Linked DNA regions of Mus musculus: region 1 is linked to region 2. The links are chromatin contacts, called in public promoter capture Hi-C maps. All regions are on one chromosome and are shown on one strand. The core of a region is the stretch at or near the end of the contact, and the rest is flanking DNA. Distances in the headings are between cores, read along the strand shown. Region 1 overlaps Tspo (translocator protein). Region 2 overlaps Arfgap3 (ADP-ribosylation factor GTPase activating protein 3).

Region 1 (5,923 bases), core at 3,176-5,675, 270 kb before region 2:
GTGTGATTTTTTTTTCCTCTGTGGGCACACTCTAGTTCTTTTTTTTTTTTTTTTTTTAATTTATTTTCAGTTTTTTTTTTCAACATTTTTGAGACGTGGGCTCATGGGACCCAGGCTAGCCTTGAACTCCCAGCTCTCCTGCCTCAGCCTCACAAGTGGATACTGAATGCAGAGGCTGGTGGACCTCACAGCAACCCATTTCCCATGGCTAACGGCTGTCTGAGGTGCCTCTCTGTGCCCCGCCCAAGCATCTTCTAAGTAGGTTTGTAAGAAAGGAGCTACGACAGCAGAGTGGCTGTGCTGACCCAGATTCTCCGTGGGGCTAAGTGGCCCTGTTGCTTCTTGGCCCTCTTACTTTTGATTGGATTGAAAGCCAGGACCCAGATTACCCACCGAGGCCCCTGGCATGGTTGGAGGGCAGCCCAAGGAACGCTGAGTTCTTTTCTTCTGCCTGGTGATTGTGTTACCTGAGAAGCCCCTTGGTACAGGAACTCGTGTCCCATGGGACATGCACACGGGACCTCTGCAGGGGCCTGTGCTGGCTTATCGTTCTCTGGGAGAAATCTCAGCTTCCTTATTCAGATGTTTTGATAAAATCTTGGTCCAGGGATCTTGTCCTGGGTTGCCTGTGAGGGCCCCTACAGAGTGGGTCTGGACTCTGCTGCCAGTGGGCTGTGCTGAGCTAGGCATGGTGGCCGTGCCTGAAAACCTCCTGAGCCCTGAACCTTAAGTTCCCAGCTTAAGCCTTGCAGCAGCCCAGCAGTCAGTAGGCTGAGCAGGGAGCGCTACTCTTTTCATAGAAGGGAAAACTGAGGCTCAGAATGGTGAGTCTGCCTGCCTAGAGCCTAACCTTGGTCTCCTAGCCTCCTGAGTACCCTGAGGACCAGAGCTGGACCGAATCCTGTGCTATGGGATTAATGTCCTGCTTTATTCTAGAGGCAGTTGTTGCCACGGTAACTGGCTCTCATCTATTGCAGGTGCACTATAATGAGTTCATCCCTCAGTTTGAGAAGCAGTACCCAGAGTTTCCCTGGAGTGATGTTCAGGTGAGTCTTGGGCTCTGCCAGGTTGGAGCTATGAAAGCCACGCCCTTCCTTTATAGGCAGGGCGGGGTCATCTTCCTGCTGAGACAGGCAGAGATGTCTGGGCTCAGGCCATCCTCTCCCATGCACTCTGGACCTGTGTGTGGCAGGTCTGGGGGCTCTTTAGAATATTCTAAAGAGGAAGGGAAGAGCCGGGCGGTGGTAGCGCACGCCTTTAATCCCAGCACTTGGGAGGCAGAGGCAGGCAGATCTCTGAGTTCAAGGCCAGCCTGGTCTACAAAGTGAGTTTCAGGACAGCCAGTGCTACACAGAGAAACCCTGCCTCGGGAAAAAAAAAAAAAAAGGAGGAAGGGAAGAAATTTGTAGCATCATGAGGTAGCCTAAGAGCAGTAGGCTCCAACAACTCCAGGAATCCAATCTCATTGGTACCAGGGCAGGGAGGGTGCTGTTCTTAGGACAGAAAATTGGCAGATTTGCTGGAGGTTAGAGCCCTGCACTGGAGCATGGCTTAGTGATGGGTGTTTACCTAGAATGCTTGAAGCACTGGGCTCCTTCCTTAATACAAAGCAGAAATGGACTCCAGGAGGGTGAGGACAGGCTGACATGGCCGTTTGGCCAAGCCTAGAGACAAAGGATGTAGGAGGGATGATCTGGTCCATCTTCAGGACAGGGTTCAGGCAAGGATAGTGGGCCTTGTTAGTCCCAAAGTCAGGGTTGAGAACACCGTGTGACAGAGCATTGCTTGTCCCTAGGCTGAGATCTTCAAGGCCTTCACGGAGCTGTTCCAAGTGGCATGTGCCAAGCCACCGCCCATGGGCCTCTGTGACTACCCCTCATCCCGGGCCATGTATGCCATTGATCTCATGCTCAACTGGGACAACCACCCAGATGGTAAGGGGGCTCTCCACACCAGAACCACCCACCCCGGCCACCGGGGCCCACACCAGCAGCACCTGGGACAGCCCTGGCTGCGGTAGGGTTTTGATGTGGCTTGGTTTGCTTTGGTTTGGTTTGGTTGTTTTATGTATTTGAGAGTTCAGTATGTGTGTGCGTAGAGGACCCAGGACCCCCTAGAACTGGAGTCAGGAATGGTTGTAAGCCGCCTTGTGGATTCTAGGAACTCAATCCAGGCCCTCTGCAAAGACAGCAAGTGCCTTTACCTACTGAACTATCTCTCTAGCCCATGATTATCATTTCACTGGATAATTAGCCAGGTGGTCCAGGTTGGGTATCCTGGCCTGATCCCTGAAGGAAACACCTGCATCAGTTCAGGGGGAAAGGCAGCCAACTAGGGCCAAGAGAACTCACGGGACTGGAAAGCTGGAGCCACCCTGCCAGCCCTGCATGCCACTCCCTCTGACCAAACTAGCCATCGAAGCCTGAAGCAATGTGCCCTTATAGCCCCAGGGGTAGGGGTAGCTTCAGCCTTTCTTTGGGGAGCAGGTCTCAAGCTAGGGAATGTACATTCTAGGTCACACCCTGTGCGCACACACTGGGAATTAGGGCCTAAGTCTGTACCCATCACAGTCCCAGCCTGTCCTCCCAACCCTGCTACCACAGAGCCTTCCCAACTCTTGTTTCATTATCAGGAAAGCGGGTGATGCAGCCCCAAATCCTGGAGGTGAACTTCAACCCCGACTGCGAGCGAGCCTGCAGATACCACCCCTCATTCTTCAATGATGTCTTCAGCACTTTGTTTCTGGACGAGACTGACAACTGCCATGTCACCCGCATCATCTAGGTGCCCAGAGTTCTGCCTGTTCTCATAGCCAGTTCCAGCCGGTTCCAGCCGGTCCAGCCTCTGCTCACAGAACTGCCTTTGCAGTCCCAGGCTTCTCCCTCCCTCCCTCTCTCCCCTCCTTCCTTCCTCAGCCAGAGCCTTGGCCTAAGTTATACTCAACCCTCCTGAGCCGTGTTCCTGCTCCATATGTGGGATATCAGGTCCATGTGTGGCAGAGCTGGACAGTGAGTGGTGTCCCAAGGACTGGGCTCCGACCAGCTGTACCTGGTCTCTGTACCTCTTAACGCCCTCTCTTCTCTGAAGAGTCTGCAGCTCAGCTAAGGGCTTTTCTCCTGGCATCCAGAAAGTTCGCAGACCAAGAAATGTTCTGCAGAAACAGGGTTCGACGAGGGAAGTGTTTGGGAACCCGGTATCCACAAGGGCCAGGGAGTACTCTCAGAATCTCTGCCCTCCTGTCCCATGGCTGCTGCAAGCAGGGTACGGGAACCCTGTGTTGCACCCACAGGCCCCAGAACAGCCAAGGGGAAACATTTGCCAACCCGGCCTTATGCCTCGGCATCCTCCGCCAGAGCCTTCACCAGCAGACTTCTCAGCCATGCCTACCCTGGGTGTTTCCCTTCTGGGAAGCTGGGCTATGCAGAGTCCCATGGTCTCTGCATGTTGGTACCTCACCAAGTCCCACTGTGCTCTTGTGGTAGACAGGGTGCTAGGTTGCTCTAGGGCTGTGACATTTCATGGCAGAATCCAAGCAGGAGTGGCTGTGGAAATGCCAGAGCGGCTAAGATGGCTCTGGAGAGAACTTCATGTGGGAATCAGGCTGCCTCTTGCCAAAGTTCAGAGTCCTAGTGTTAAGGTTTTGGGTTTGGTTTTCCTTCAACCTGCAGGAAAGACAATGTTACGTGGAGTTCCTAATTTTGTTGCTGGAATTTGAAGTCAGCCACCATTGCTTCTGTAACTGCTGGGCGCTGGGATCCTGCCCCCAGGAAGTTAAGAGTGGGCAGGAGCTCCTTCCAGATGTCCTACTGTTCGGGTGGGACACTGTGGTGGCTGTTGTACTTGTGAAGGTAAAAGTGACCTTCTCTTAGCATGACTGGACATGGTTCTTCCTGCTCATCTCTGGGCTTGTAGGCCACCTGTTAGGGAGCCTGCCCCCGCCACCATCAGGGTCAGGGTAGAGACACTTGTGGTGGTCGCACCCCTGGAAAGCGGCTGGCATCTGCCCTTTTATACTGCAGTAAAATACGCCTCCTTTCCACCTGGTCTTTTCTCTTTGGGGCCCTAGAGGCCTGGGCTGGGCTGGCAGGGCGGCTGTGTCCCTCCAAGGTTGCAAGCAGACCCAACATGTCACCACGTGTGCTTTGAGAAATGAGAAGGAAAAGAAAGACCTCCGAGCTCCCTAAGGCAGTCTAGCTTCCTAGTTAGAGTCCCAGTTCCAAGCTGGAGAAGAGATCTGACCTGACCAGTCCACACTACCAACCCAAGGGGGCGTTGGGGGCCGCAGGGTCTGAGGCTTGGTCCCACCTGGTGGCCTTGAGAAATAGCATTCTCTATGTTACCTCCTTGTTCTGGAGTGGGGATGAGAGGCCATAATTCATGAGGTAGTCAAGAGGCTCTGGGGGCTGGCAGAGGACCAGCAAGACAGCTCACCGAGTAAAAATGCCTGCTGCCAAGCCTGAAGACTTCCCTGGGAGCTACAGGAGAGAGAACCAACTCCCACGGGTTGTCCTCTGACCTCCATGTGTATACCATGGGACATGTGACTGGACAGGCATGTACACACAAAAATATAATTTAAAAGTCTTCTAAAGAAGTCAGGTACTTCACATGCACCAGCTGGCCCAGCATCAGGCTTGGCCACCAGCCAGTTGTAGAGACAGTGGTTATACCTCTGACAAATCCTCCTGGTATTCATCCACACCCTGGTCGCTCTCTCCACTTAAGGGGTCATCAAAGGCCAGCACGTGCTCAAGGTGGGCATGTGCAGCAGGCTGGAGAGCCTAGGTAGCCACAGCGGTGTTGCTGAAGAAGGAAGTAGGCAGCTGAGCTCTGTAGGCCCTGGCCTGGCCGCCTGGGAGATGCCAGTGGCTGACCACAAACTCAAGTGTTTCTAGCACCCTCTAATCCTAAATCAACATGGCTTCCATGCTGACAGTTGGCTGGGGTAAAAGTTTAAGGCCTGTGCTGTGGGAATAAGCACAAGCCAGAGACCAGTCTAAACCAGTAGGCCAAGTGCCCTTCTCATTAAAGGCTGCAGAAAGCCATTGTCATCTGAGCTGGTGACAGCATAGAAGAGAAGGTGCCTCCAGTGGTGGGCAAGGGAAGCACATTTGTAGGTGGCGCGTGACCCCCATTTCAGATCACTAGGGAGTTGCTGGAGCGCTATGAAGAGCACTGCCAAGAAGCCCTTCCCAAGTCTTGGGTGCACTACCCATCAAAATGTCCAACATGGTTGCCTGTGATACCTGATGGGTCATTTGTGCCCTGTATACCCATGAGGCCTATGGAAGCAGGCTGAAGCAGGTGAAAGGGTGCTGGAATTTACCCTCTTCCTGCCAGTTGGGTCACCCTAGGTGGAGAACCTGGGTGGTACCAGCCCAGACAGGCCCAGCCTCAGCAGCAGAACCATCCTGCTTAGCTGCCACCCACCATCTGCCTGTCCAACAGGCCAGATGTTCCACTAAGTACAGAGTCTGTTACACATGAAGTTAGAGACTTTATTTAGCTTTAAAACACCATGCTCTAAGGGCATGCCTGGAGCAGTGCAGAAAGGCAGGTATAACTGTGTCTGCAGGAGACTCGGCACTGACCACCCTAACCTACCTGGTGGCTTCCTGGGCTAAGACCAGGTAGACCAGCAGGCCCAATGGTCATAAAAGCATGATGGCTGCCACCCATGGTGCCTGGCTGGCAGGGCTGCATTCCTGATGGCTGGGTGCCTTCACTCTGGGAGCCGGGAGCCCCCTCGCCGGCCAGAGTTATCACGCCATACATAGTAGTTGAGCACGGTGGCAAAAGCCAGCCAGGCCAGGTAAGGGTACAGCAAGCGGGCAGCCGGCGGGCTCACTCGGTGCCAAGCCAGGGTTGTGGCAGTCGCCACCCCACTGACAAGCAGAAGATCGGCCAAGGCCTGCAAAGACAG
Region 2 (6,660 bases), core at 1,864-4,363:
GGACTGATATCTGGAGGCCAGAGGGTGTGGTGGATAAAACCCAGCACCTGATGCCTGCTTGCCAACCACACTGTACTGAACTACACTTGTGCCCTCTTCAATTTAATTTTATGCTTTATTTTGAGGCAGTGTTTCACAGAGTTGCCCAGGCTAGCCTCAAAATTGGCATCCTCTTGCCTCTGCCTCAGATTACAGCTCATGCCACCACATCAGCACTGATTCAGTTCTCATAATTTCAACTAACATATGGCCGAGTAGTGACCATCAAGAACAAGGCACAGGGCATTCTGTCGCCCCCAAGTTCCTTGCTCTGTCTTCAGCCACAGGCCACTGCCCATTTGGTTTTTGATTGTCCTGTGCAGGAAGACGCTGTGTGGACTATTCATCCCATTACTGCCTTTGCCCATCTGGCTCTGAACTCTGTCACCTGACTGCAGAGACTCAGGTTGGGGTGGCCCCCACAGCTCACCTGCTGAAGAGCTTCCCCTACAGTTGATGGCAGGAAGCCATCATTTATTGTCCACACAAGGGACTTTACACATGGAACCTGAGGTTGCCCCATAACTGGGATGTCCTGTGAGCCCATGCAGTTTATACACTGTGTGATAGACTTGTCCTTGTGCACTCACACAGTGTAGTAAGTGTTTTCTAACATAGCTGAGATGCAGGACTCCATACTAGTGGAGGTGTGAACTGAGTTTGCTTCACCACAGCTTGCTGTGTTTTCTGTAGGCCCAGTGCTCGCCGGAAGCCAGAATATGAGCCCATTGGCAGCACAGATGAAGCCCAGAAGAAGTTTGGCAACGTCAAGGCCATCTCTTCAGACATGTACTTTGGAATTCAAGCCCAGACAGATGTAAGGGCACAGAGAGCTCCTACAGTGACCATGAGAACCAGGAAGGAAGCTTCGCTGTGGGGACCATGTGAGAACAGGCTGCTGAGAGAGAAGGGACCTGGCCGGAGACTCCTAGGCCTGCCTGAGGCACCCGAGAGACTGAGTCAGGGACCCCGGCTCATTGCTGTCCTACCTCTCTAGAGAGAACAGCATCAGCCAGTGGCTTTTGAGTTAACTTAGGAGGTTTTTATGTGGCAGCAGTTGCTTTTCATCAGCTTAGCCACAGTGAAATGCAGCCTGGATGTGTTGTGGGCAGATGCTGCGTTGCCCAGCTGTCCTGTCTCAGGAGTCTGGCTAAGCTGAAGCTAAGCCCTCTTCCTTTTCCTCCAGTGCTCAAATGCAGGGAGTGGTAGCTGGGGTGGGGATCTGAACTCTGACTGCTCATTTGTTCCCTGGGGTGCTGGTTTGTCTCAGAGCAGAGGCCTCATGGCCAAAGGGATCCCTCCAACACTTATCTTAAAACTGATGGGCTGAAGGGCAGCTCTTGGAAGAGTACTTGCCTAACATACCGAAAGCAAGTGTGGGGTTCCAATACCACCCCACACCCACCCACACACACATACACACATATATACACACACATACACACATATATACACACATACACACATGCACACACACGCACATACACACATATACATGCATACACACACACATGCACATACACACATATACATGCATACACATGCACACATATACACATACATACACACACATATACATGCATACACACATACACATATACACATATATACATACACATATACACCCACACACATACACCCTTGAAGCCATTCAAATTGATGTGCTAAGTGGTGTGGGCATTTCTAAGGAATAGCTGAGAGCAGAGTGTCAACTCTGGCTGCCCCTCATACTGATCATAATGACAGTGATGTGGGATGTTGCCCCACCCACCTGTGACCTCCATCATCTCCAGGCCCTGGCTTGGGGTGACTGGGAGGTGGAGAACCAAGGGAACAAGCCCACCCCCATCTCTCTTCAGCAGTTCTTGGAGTCTGACTCTGCCTCTATTTCTGCCTAGTTTGAAACCCGGGCGCGGCTGGAGAGGCTCTCCACCAGCTCCTCCATAAGCTCTGCAGACCTTTTTGATGAGCAGAGGAAGCAGACTGCAGGTGAGGCTCACCAGGGCTCCAGGGCATCCCCAGCCCCAGCGCGTGCATCCCCATAGGACCTTCCCTTCCCAAGATTCCACACCCTAGTACCCTAAGCCTTGTCCCTATGTGAGCAATGAGAGCTGAGGTGTCCCCTGAGACGGAAGTCATGACATTTATGCCACAGTGCCCCTGTCATTTGGCAACTTAGTATCAAGATCATTGTTCATAGAGGTGGCAGGGGTTCCTGTGACCTGTGAGATGCCAGCCACTGGCTAGTTGGCCTCTGTCTCTTTCCTGTGGAATGGTTGACCTGAGATACTGTGTACGGTATCAGTCCTGGAGTGAGCCCCAGGAGCCACCTCACAGGCCCTGAGCCCTCAGGATGCACAGGTGGGAAGGAGCGAGTAACTCCGAAAAAGACTCGGTACAGCTTGGGAATTGACAGGTGGAGAGGAAGGGCCTGGCTGCACTGCCTGCTACATCTCTGCATGGGGCGTCTGGTCATCCCCGGGCTGGAGTCCACCCAGGAGCTCAGAGTAGGCCCTTCACTGCCTGGACAGAGCTGTGCCTTCTGCATTGACCTCTGTACCCCCTATCCCGGAAGGCCTACATGAACACCGCGCACAGCCCACCAGGCCACAGGGCGAGCATGAAATGGCAGCAGCCTCTGAGGTCGTTTCAGGAAAAGAACTAAGAGGAAGAGATCTCAGGCGCCAGCGTTGCAGGCTGAGTGCTCTCTGTACGCTGGATTGCACACTTCACAACCTGACTGGCTTTGGTGTGCAGAAGGCCTGAGCATTTGTGTAGGGTAACCATCCTGGTGGCCACACCGTCTCTCAGACATGTGGATCAGACATGTGTATTGGATGCCGCTTCCACAGAGGAGGAGTAGGGTAGTCTCGACTCTCTGGAACTTTCTGTGTGGAGGTTTGGGCCTTAGATACAGCAGCACTAACCAGCTTCCTGGGCCTAAGCCAGGAGAACCATTCTAGGCTGGTGTGTGCTGGCAAAGTGGCTGGCAGGTAGGCAACAGTGTTCAGAGAGACAGGAGGGCCAGCTGGCTGCGCTGGTGCCTGACAGGGCAGAGGCTGCTGTTCTTGGTCAGTCACTGCCCGGTGAAGCTTTAGCTAGGGCCACCCTGACTCCTGGCTTCAGTCTGACCCTCACATCATAGCCTTCTGTCGGGCCAGCTTCCTGCTGGGATGTGACCCTGGCACAAAGGCGCTCCGCCTCCTCAAGGTCTCCCAGCAGAGCGCCTGCCCTGGCAGTGCCGGAGCCAGTCAGACAGCTCAGTCCCAAGGCCAAGGCTGTTGAAGTCTCTGAATGCTTTTCTAATGAATTTCCTGGAACATTTACTCCAAAACATTATTGTTATAAAAACAAAGCGAAACAAAACAAAAAGAAGAAGAAAAAAAAAAAAAACGAGAGAGCTCTTTGAAGGGAACACACCCTTCTGCCCTGCATGTTGTTACAGAGCTCAGGCCAGCTCAGACTTCCTCCTGCCCCAACCACAGAACAAAGGTCCACTGAACTCTGACCCTGGGCCCATAGCAACTCAGTATTGTGAGGTACTCCCTAGGGCGCCAGGCCACCCCTGACTCTGGCGACTATGGCTAGCTGTCTGCCTTGAGCAGAACTTGCCCCTCTACTGAGCCCAGGTAGGTGGGACTGTTGTGGCTGCCTGCCTGAACCCCCCTTACCCCGCCTCCGAGCTGCTGGATGGCCTTACAGAGGACTACTCATTCTATAGACCAGGCCGGCCTCGAACTCGGAGATCTGCCTGCTAAGGATGCCTCATTTGGCATGCATGCACAGCTGCAAAGAGCCTATGCTAGTGTTGGAAGCAGGTCTGTGTGGCCTCATTCCCATCACTCTCGGGTCAGATCAAGCAGGCTGGGGTTCATGGCCCATGTGTGCTTCCTGGGAAGTAGATGCTCTATGAGGCGTGCTAGACATCGTGCATGGTACTCAGGGCTGGTGTCTGCCAGAGAAGGTTGAAAGACTGAGTGGGGAGCTCGGAGATCATCAGAGCCACCAGCGCAGCAGGGCCAGAGAGTGTGTGGGCTGTGGACTGGGCCCTGTGTGGGAAGGATAGAGTGCTCAGGGCCCCAGATGCGAGAGTAGGGGAAAGAGTGACAGCCATGTTAGGGAAAGGCTATTTCCCACTTCCCCGCTTATCCCTTGGTGCTTTTAGCATGTAAGAGTGTGTTGTATGTATGTGTATATGTGTGTGTGCGCGTACCTGTGCACGTGGAGGACAGAGACTGGTGGGAATCTTCCCCCTTCACTCTCCACTCTCCATTCTTTAAGGCAGGTCTCTTAATTGAACCCAGAGCTCACAGATCGGACTAGTCTAACTGGCAGGTTGCTCTGGGAGATCTGCAGTCTCCTCCCTTCAATCTGGAATTACAGGTGGGCTGCCACGCCCATCATGGGCTATGATCCGAACCCCTCCTCACACTTGATGAGTTCTTTATCCAGAGAGCCATCTCCCCAACTGCCCTCCCCCTGCCCAGTGTCTCTTTCAAGGACAGATTGTTCCAGTGTACCGTAAGCTATGGCCCCACATCCTGAACCACCCTCTTGCTGAGCTGCCTCCGTGCAAAGTTGGCTCAGGGGCCAGGCGTGCAGCCTGTGTGAGCATGTGGGCATGCGGGCCTGCAGCTCCAGGCTCAGCGTGTTCTTAGACCTTTGCCTGCAAGCTCCTTACCCACGCTCTCAGGTGGCAGCACCCTGAGGGCCAGATTCTAGCTCACTCACTGACCTATGATTTTAGCACATCAGAGGCTGCGGTGCCTGTCTCAGACAAGTACCTGCCAGTGTTTTGAACCCTGTGACATTCGCCATTTGTAAAGCCATAGGCTTTTCTCTTGATTGGCCTCACTTCTGAGAATTTGGCTCATAATGTTAAAGAAGATCCATGTCTCCCCTGGAAGGGGAGGGGCAGCCCTGAGTGCTGGATTGTTGCCCAGGCTCCTTGTCTGCAAGCCCCTCCCATGGTTCCAGGCCTTTCTGATTGTTTGCTCTCTGTCATTTCCTCATCTTGGCTGCCCCCATGCCCCCCTCTTCTCTGGAAGTTCAACCCATGTGCTAGAGCCCTGTCCTTGGTCCGATGTCCTGTCCTTGTGCCCAGTCATCAGCTTTCAGCCTGGCTCCTTTGACCTCCCTAGTTCTCCCCTCTGGCTGCCCTGAGCCTGTGTGCACACCTCAGGCCTTTACGTGCTTGTGCCTCACTCAACGTCAGGAGTAAGGCACCTGGTGACCTGACTACAACAGTTCTTTCATGGGGAGCACCCATCTTCTCTTTCTGTGCCCTTGGCACTTGACAGAGCCCTTGCATGTGTCTGTTGAATGAATGAGTGAATGTACAGAGAATGAATGGAGCCTGCCTGCTGCCCTTCCCAATACCTCCAGTAACCCATGGCCAGTGTTGGACATGGTGATATGCCTGATTCCAGTTTGAGCCTTTAGAGTCACTGGACAGAGTCCCTTGTTCCCCTTGCTGTGGTGGCTGAAGGAACTGTGTGTTGTGACCAATACTTGCCACTGCCCTACTGCAAGGTCCCTCTCTCTGGACACAACTGATGCCTGGAAGGAGGCAAGAGAGTAGGGTGGGTTCACTGGGCTGCACATGTCCTTAGAAGAGGGGCAAGCTGACATCTTTCTGTGTGCAGGAAACTACAACCTTTCCAATGTGCTGCCCAATGCCCCAGACATGGCGCAGTTCAAGCAAGGTGTGCGCTCCGTTGCTGGAAAACTTTCCGTCTTCGCCAATGGGGTCATGACGTCCATTCAGGTGAGTGAGGCAATGCTGGAGCTCCTGGGGTCCTGGAGCTGCCGCTGGGAGCTCGGGAGCTGTGCTGCAGAGCGGACCAGGCATCATGAAAGCCTGGCACGGTGAAGTACACTGTAATATTGTCTATAATCACAGCCACTGGGGGCTGAGGCAGGAAGATCATGAGTTCAAGGCTTGTCTGGGCTGAGACCCTGCCTCAGGACAGTGCTTTCTTGTTTGTTTGTTTGTTTGTTTGTTTGTTTGTTTGTTTTGAGACAGGGTTTCTCTGTGTAGCCCTGGCTGTCCTGGAACTCACTCTGTAGACCAGGCTGGCCTCAAACTCAGAAATACACCTGCCTCTGCCTCCCAAGTGCTGGGATTAAAGGCGTGCACCACCAACACCTGACAGTGTTTTTCTAAGTTCCTACTGGAGTTCGTATATTTCTGGAGAATTCTGTTTTAAAAAATTTAGATTCATTTATTTTGTTTTATTGATATGAGTGTTTTTGCCTGCATGTGTGTACATATGTATGCATGCCTGGCCTCACAGAAGGGATTAAGTCCCCAGAACTGTAGTTATAGGTGGTGGTGAGCTGCCATGTGGGTGCTGGGAATTGAAGCCAGGTCTCCTGCAAGAGCAATAAGTGCTCAAAACTACAAAGCCATCTCTCGGCTCCACAGAAGATGCGGACACCACCCACTACCTCCCTGTTCTGGGAGAACCCTTGTAGCATTCTGCTGTCTTGTTTTACCCCCCAACCCCCAGTCAGGGTCTCTCTGTGTAATCTTGGCTGACCTGTAGCTTACTATGTAGAGATTCCATGGCTCTGCCTCCTGAGTGCTGTGATTAAAGGCATGCAGCACCGTGCCCAGCA

The links. Capture Hi-C pulls out chosen DNA fragments and counts their contacts.
Region 1: a promoter capture Hi-C map of adipose tissue shows a contact between it and region 2. The contact joins two enhancer-like sites. A contact is called at or near these places in 3 of 39 promoter capture datasets (the 3T3-L1 cell line, the HPC-7 cell line and neutrophils), 1 of 15 datasets of contacts at CTCF or cohesin (the NIH/3T3 cell line), 1 of 115 datasets of contacts at active chromatin or transcription factors (embryonic stem cells) and 3 of 9 other capture datasets (adipose tissue, liver and pancreatic islet).

What each region holds. Positions count from the first base shown.
Region 1 is chr15:83,573,758-83,579,680 of GRCm38.p6, reverse strand. It overlaps Tspo (translocator protein), which reads right to left. Exons shown (of 4, transcript NM_009775.4): 4 at 5,478-5,911. The coding sequence ends at 5,723. It overlaps Ttll12 (tubulin tyrosine ligase-like family, member 12), which reads left to right. Exons shown (of 14, transcript NM_183017.2): 12 at 978-1,046; 13 at 1,796-1,934; 14 at 2,633-4,587. The coding sequence ends at 2,784. Among named protein-coding and RNA genes, the nearest start is that of Tspo, 13 kb to the right of the region's middle. Within about 2 kb of position 4,425, at least 66 of the 459 cell types and tissues checked have an H3K27ac peak or open chromatin away from gene starts, as enhancers often do. A contact at or near this core is called in adipose tissue, where this site is marked.
Region 2 is chr15:83,302,249-83,308,908 of GRCm38.p6, reverse strand. It overlaps Arfgap3 (ADP-ribosylation factor GTPase activating protein 3), which reads left to right. Exons shown (of 16, transcript NM_001357756.1): 13 at 733-856; 14 at 1,938-2,028; 15 at 5,685-5,806. Among named protein-coding and RNA genes, the nearest start is that of Gm32788, 8.8 kb to the right of the region's middle. Within about 2 kb of position 3,113, at least 94 of the 459 cell types and tissues checked have an H3K27ac peak or open chromatin away from gene starts, as enhancers often do. A contact at or near this core is called in adipose tissue, where this site is marked.